Linked DNA regions of Rattus norvegicus: region 2 is linked to region 1. A link is a contact called in public Hi-C data. All regions are on one chromosome and are shown on one strand. Each heading gives the region's core, a stretch centred on a gene start, on an enhancer-like site or on the middle of the called end of the contact. The rest is flanking DNA. Distances are from core to core; before and after follow the strand shown.

Region 1 (3,347 bases), core at 1-2,500:
TTAAAACAGATATAAGGAAAAGGGTCTGTGCTTGAAAGAACTTTAGGAAAACAACATTTTGAAAGCTAAATGCCTATTTTTAGTACCTGTGCTGTGTACACGCAGGGGGCATACAGGACATGGGGATACAGTGATTAAAAGGTTATTCCTCATCCCGGTTCAGCCCACGCAGCCAGGGCATATTTTAAAGTCACTGTCTGTGGGGTGATCCTACACATGCTTCTGGCAAAGCTGCCTGTGCCCCTGAGGCATTTAATTTAAATTTAAAATTAGGGAATGCTAAAATATCCAGAGCAAGGAGGCCATTAGCATTTTAATTCATCCTTAGTACATTACCCAAAGTTATTAGGTTTGGGAGCCTAACCGGTGTCCTTACATTAAAAAAAAAAAAAATCTACCGACAGAGAGGCTCACCCCTCCAATGTCAGTCACAGTCTATTTCTGAGCGTGGCTGAGGGGACACTGAGCAGCACAATGTGGACCCCAACACACTCACTTAAGCCCAGAAGGGGCGACTGTAATTGTCCCATGGTGCTGGTGGTTGCTTGACCCAAGTCCCCGGCTTCTGTAAATGCTACACGGGTTTCACATATTGACAGGATGGAAGACACATGATTTATGGTATAGAGGCAAGAAGTGGGCTTTGAACAACAGGACAACCCTAGTTTATCATCAACTTCTAATTTTTAGACTTACATTGGCTGGCACTTGAATTGGGGGAAAAGGACCTTTGCATCCCAAGCATCTGAACTTCCCTTCTCTGGCACCCAGGATGCCAACCTTCAAACAGAGATCTCCACACACATGCCATACAGGCCAGCCTCAGCTAGGCCAAGTCAAACACACAAGACTGGGGTGATGCATGGAATGGCCTTATGCAAGATGAACAAGGCAGGCCTCTGAGGAGGCCCCCACACCCAAAATTATACCTCCTGCATCTGCTGGCTGATGCCTGAAATTCCAGAACTAGAGAATCATTCCTCTGGCTTAGGATGTCTTCACCCCTGTAAGAAATACAAACACCACAGGAAGAGAGACGCTTTAAACCTGGCAAGCCTGCATTTGGTATCTTTGCATGTATAAGGTGTTTCCCTCAAAGGCCTAAGGGAAGATGCAGGACACCAGTGTACAAAGATACTGGGATCTAAATGGGAGGTGTGACCCTCCCAAATGCAGGACAGAGGGAAAATACAGCTTACTTTGCAACGTGGTTTAGATATTTAAGGGGATGGATTCCACAGTCAGCTTGGTGGGTCAGACACAGTGTGCTCCCAGGACTTTGGAATGAGTCAGGTCATACTTTAGGAAAGCTGGGGTTGAGGGCATACTATTCCTGTTTAAATAAACCCCTCATCCCCAACCTCTTTGGGTCGGAAGAGACAAAAACAAAACCAGTCCAAGATGCAGTCTATGGCCGAATAAAAATTTGCTGTGTGGTTCTGCCTGTATGACCAGACTATGTATGATTTCAGACAGAAGGGGCCAAACACCCTTAGAGACAAGACACCCAACAGAAGAGCTGCACTGCCAATCCTTTCTCGGGGCCACCACAAAGCCTGTGCAGTGCGTCCATGCCAACAGATGACCCGGTGTGTAGGACCTCATTTGTAACCAAAGGAGATTAAAGGAAAGACAAAAGAAAGGCCCAGCTTCCTCCATGTCTTCTCTTTGGTCTCTGCTTCCTCAGTTCTACAGTCTCCATTGAGCAGAGGCAACCCACCCACTCCTCGTTAACTAGACCCAACACCCCCAGGTCTTATGTCAGGCCTGAGGAGCTGAAATATTACCTGCTCACAGCAAACACCATTCTAAGAGAAAGGCAGGACCTCCCACTTTTCCCAATGCCTGTGCATTGCTACCCTAACCAATGCGCAGTGCTGTTGCTTGTACAGACAGTAGCTGCTTGGCTAGTCCACCTCTGCACTAATTACAGAAAGCATCCACGCAAGTGCACGAGCTGGCATAGGCCTTTCTTTTTCTCTTCCCCTGAGAGAGCAGCCCCTGACCTCTCACTCCCTTGCCCCTGGAGCAATGTGAAGGCTATGCCATTGGCTTTAGTAGCAAAGAAACCTTTCCCCTGAAGGTGGCAAGTGGGGTCAGCTTCCTGAGGCTGCGGGACTGGTCCTCAATGATCCACATTCCTGGCAGGCTGGTGTACCTGTTAAACTCAGCGACTGCCACACTCGCTGTTTCTGCCTTGCTAACAGATGGCAGAATCTCTATCAACTGTTAAAGTTTTCCCTTATATCCACAGAAATTACAAGAATCACATCCCTCAAATGTATATCACCAAATGCATTTATTTATTTTTGCACAGAAGTGTGGCAGTCAACCACCATAATGTTATTTATTATTTATGACAAATGCAGAACAGCTTCAGAAAATGGAATCTTTTAAATCAACTCCTTTTTAAAAAGAATATTATTAGGAGGTTTTTTTGTTTTTTTTTAAAAAAAGCAAATGAAAAAAGATAGAAAAAAGAAAAAGATATTTCTGATTGTGCTTCATTTACTTGAAGTCAGGTTTCTTGCAGGGCTCACGCCAAAGCCAGTTATGGAATGTGAGTAAGAGGAAACAACCAAACAAGATAATTTCCAGATAGAATCCATTCTTAACTACAAGGTGACGACATGAAACTAAGTAACAATGTTTGGCCATGAAACTAAGTAACAATGTTTGGGATTCTGCAGGCTTCCTTCTGTTGAGGGAAAACAAACGACCACCTAAACAGCCAGCCTCCCATCTGTCTGTTGAATGTCCTTACAATGCCAGGTAGACAAAGACCGGGTGGTAGGTGTTACTATTAGTTTAGCTTTTCAAAAATCTAATTTCCATCATGGTCAAACACGTCCATAACCTCAATCCTTGGAAGATGGGAGGGAAAGGACCTGAGGACTGTCTCAAACAAAATGAAGCTAAATAAAGCAAAGGATTTAGGATAAGACTTAGACCATCCCATCTTAGATCCTTTAAAAAAGACATCATACAGGAGAGACAGTGAAGTGCAAAACACTTTATTCATCTCTCCCGAGAGAAAAGGGGCTGCGCACAAACCAGGGCCATGTGGGTAAGTGGAGGATGAACAGCAAACAGAAACAAATGGGGCATCGAAACAAAGAAGCTATTCCCCATACAAAAAGAACAATGAAGAGAATTATGTTAGTAGTTACAATTTTTCCCAGTTTCCAAGAAACAGAAAATTATATTACATGGGACACACACACACACACACACACACACACACACACACACACACACACACACAGGATCACCATACATCCTAGAACTACAGCACAAACAACAAAATTACAGATCCTAAACAGTGACAACTAGTACTGATGGCATAG
Region 2 (3,124 bases), core at 540-3,039, 230 kb after region 1:
CCAGGCCAAGGCTGTCTGGGGCTGGCAACGTCAGGTAAGTAAAAGGCAGACAGTGTGGGCTCTGCACACCCTAGGCCCCCAGAGTAGAAAAGACACAGGCAGCTTCCCCAGGGTGTGTGGCTGATTTCTGGGAAACGCCTCTGGCCAATCCCCACCCCTAAAACAAAACAAAAAACAAACAAACAACAAACTGCTTTTGTCTCTTTCCACCCTTTCTGTGCTACTGTCCTTAGCAGTCAAGTCCCCGCCTCTAAGGAGTGCTCTGTGGAGAGGACCTTCCGCTTGTCTCCTGGGAGAGGGCCCCTTACACAGTGATGCTGTCCACCCACTCATTGGGACAGCTGGGCAAGCGGCAGCAAGGTCGCCGGCTCTGTGGCTGAAGAGAGCTAAGAGTCTCACAATAGTGGCTGACATTCTCTGTGCCAGAGTCTGCTTAGTGTTCATTATTTCACCATAACTCTCCGAGGTGGTGAATACCCTCATTTTATACTTAAGAAAACCCAAGACCCAGGGAGGTTAAGCAACCTATCTGAGCACACACAGCTAGTTAGGATTAGCGTTGAGACAACAAAGGCCAAAGCCTTCCACTCTTAGAGCCTCAAGGCGAGCAAGCACATACACATGCTACATCTACGGTTCTCCTTCCTGGCTCTCAAGGGTCAACACAACCATCAAGTCTTTTAAAGCAAGTCCCTGTCTCATACAAAAATCCCATTTTCTTGAGTATCAACCTAGCTTTATCTAACCTCCATCTTTAAGCTGGCTTGCAGGGAGCAGAAGGGCTCTGGTCTATGGGAGAACATTCAGGGTGCCCCCCCTTCCCCGGAATGTCTGTCTGTGTAAGACTAAACCGAGCTGTATAAATCTTGTCCAGGAAAAGAAAAGAACGGTTGTGCGGGAGTTCCAGCTGCTGGGACCCAGGGCGCACAACCCTGGGAGATCAGAGGGGAGCCAGACCGATTGATTCCCGGCCCAGAGCGCCCTGTGTGAAGCAAACCCTCCTCAGATTTCTAAGGTTTCCAGGAGGGCAGGTTGGCTGGGAGCCTTGTAGTGCCGAGGAGACTGAGGATGCATTCTGCCATGTGGTTCCAAAGATAAAGTTGAGGGCAACAGACTGGATAACAAGCTAGACTCCCTTCTACTTCTGATAAGATAGAGGGCCTCTGTCTTTGAACGTGTTATTAATACTCCGCTCAGTTCTGTGGCCAGTGGGAGATCTGTGAGCCCGTTCCTTTCATCAGGAGAAGCTAGGGCTTCCTCAGGTCTATGGGAGGGGGGTTATAGACAGAACCCAGGGCCCAGGATATCACTCAACATCTGGGTTCTTTCTTGGGCTCCTGGGAGTGGGGGGGGGCAAGCCCCAGCATAGCCTTGAGGCTTCTGCCACAAATGTCTCCCTAGCTATGTAACCAGGTTTAATAAAACATGGATATTGTATAATAAATACTGCATTTTCATGAATCTGCCCGTGAGATCAAGTGCTGTGCTAGAAAATATTATGAAATATGTATCACAGTCTCTTACAGCCTCCTCAGAGCATTTTATATAAATCGCTACCTGTCAGAAGAGTTTGTGGAGAGAACCGGGGACTCGATGGAAGGCCCACAGCTTTTCTCAGTTGCTGTGAGATATTAATATATTATCATAACGTTTTTAAAAATGCAAATCCGCCCCTGGTATTCATATGCTCTGAATGGCACCCTAAGAAACACGCCTTCCAGCCACTTGAGCAATCACCGCTCCTGCCCCAGCCCTGCTCCCTGAAGGTCCCCTTGGCAAATAGCAGCTAAAACACTGCTCGACAGTGCCCTCTACTGGCGGGGAATGAGAACTCGCTACCTCCGCTCCGAGGCTCTCTTTTTCCAAGGGTCTGGGCCACTTTCTCTCATCATCTCCCTCCTTACCTCGCCTTGTTTTCATGTACTGGAACTCGTTCTGTAGACCTAGTTAAGGGTGTCACGGACCCTCTTCCTCACACGTCCCCGTCTGCATCCTCTTTGCATTCTCCTTTTTTGCTTTCTTGCGACTCATTTCCAGCCCTTGCCTTTCCATTTAGAAGCCAAACACCAACAAACCTCAGGAATTTTTTTATGCGAATTTCGTGTTGGTGATGTGAGAGCAAAACCTGTGCCTGTCTTTTGCCACGGAGGGAAAAGCAGCATCGCTTTGGTGCCCTCGGTTTCCGAAGCTCTGGGGAGTTGCTAAATAAGGCTTTTCCCTCTCTCATTCAGCTTCTTCTGAACTGAAACCAACCCACAGCATGGGATGGAGACACACTTCGAATATACTGCTGTACTCCACTTAATTATTTTTCTGCTGACCTCCATAACAAAACCTGCTTGGCTGCTGCTCCCGGATAACTCACCGAGAACAGGAGGGGTCAAGTTATTTGCCAGCTGGTCAAAAATGTTGCAAGTTGCAAAGTATTCCCGGCGTTCTGTCCATATGTGGCAAATTATGACCTGAGGACTACCCAGATCTCTGCTGAGGCCCACAGGTTTAGGACTTCTCTGTGAACCCCCTAAGTTACAAGCCAGGAACTTCCACAGAAGCCTGGTCTTCGAAAGCATTGTGTGAGTGTGAACCGATTCTGTTAGCCACAGCACGGCCCCCTCAGGCCTTCTTTCTGTCTTGATGCTGAAGTATGGGCAGCTCCTGGGGACGGTCTCACAGGTTTTTCAACTTTATGTATATGCATGACGGTCACACCCCGAGACTAGCAGGGGACTCAGGGAGCCTTCTTTTATTCTCAGGTGAACGGTTCCAAAGTCTCATTCCAGAAAATTCTACCAAGAGTCCAAGGGGTAGAACTTGGGCTCTGAACAGAGCCCCAACTTCAGACCACCTGGGTGATGAAGCCAGCATTCCCGTCTGCCCTTTATCCCTCTCCCTCACCCCTGTTCTATAGGACACCTCGTTGCTGAGTAACTCACATCCTCATCAACCTTTGCCCTGCCATGGGCTCAGAATGCTGCTCCCGTATGCCGTAGGCAACTAGGAGGAAGGTGTCTCATTGGAGCAGCAATCTGACAGCCTGACCATGGATTCATTCTGCTTCAATGGTCATCCAAACTAGACATTCATGGGTGACAAACCTCTAGGTTCTCCATTCATACATATTTCC

Evidence for each region. Hi-C and Micro-C count contacts between places; a contact is called where the count stands out from the background.
Region 2: a Hi-C map of the A7r5 cell line shows a contact between it and region 1, with 4 times the contacts expected there. The contact joins two enhancer-like sites. A contact is called at or near these places in 2 of 12 Hi-C or Micro-C datasets (the A7r5 cell line and the Rat2 cell line).

Annotation. Positions count from the first base shown.
Region 1 is chr9:48,266,516-48,269,862 of GRCr8, forward strand. The region is part of intron 2 of Aff3 (ALF transcription elongation factor 3); the gene reads right to left. Among named protein-coding and RNA genes, the nearest start is that of Aff3, 84 kb to the right of the region's middle. Within about 2 kb of position 1,251, at least 2 of the 93 cell types and tissues checked have an H3K27ac peak or open chromatin away from gene starts, as enhancers often do. A contact at or near this core is called in the A7r5 cell line, where this site is marked.
Region 2 is chr9:48,494,417-48,497,540 of GRCr8, forward strand. No RefSeq gene overlaps it. Among named protein-coding and RNA genes, the nearest start is that of Lonrf2, 70 kb to the right of the region's middle. Within about 2 kb of position 1,790, at least 6 of the 93 cell types and tissues checked have an H3K27ac peak or open chromatin away from gene starts, as enhancers often do. A contact at or near this core is called in the A7r5 cell line, where this site is marked.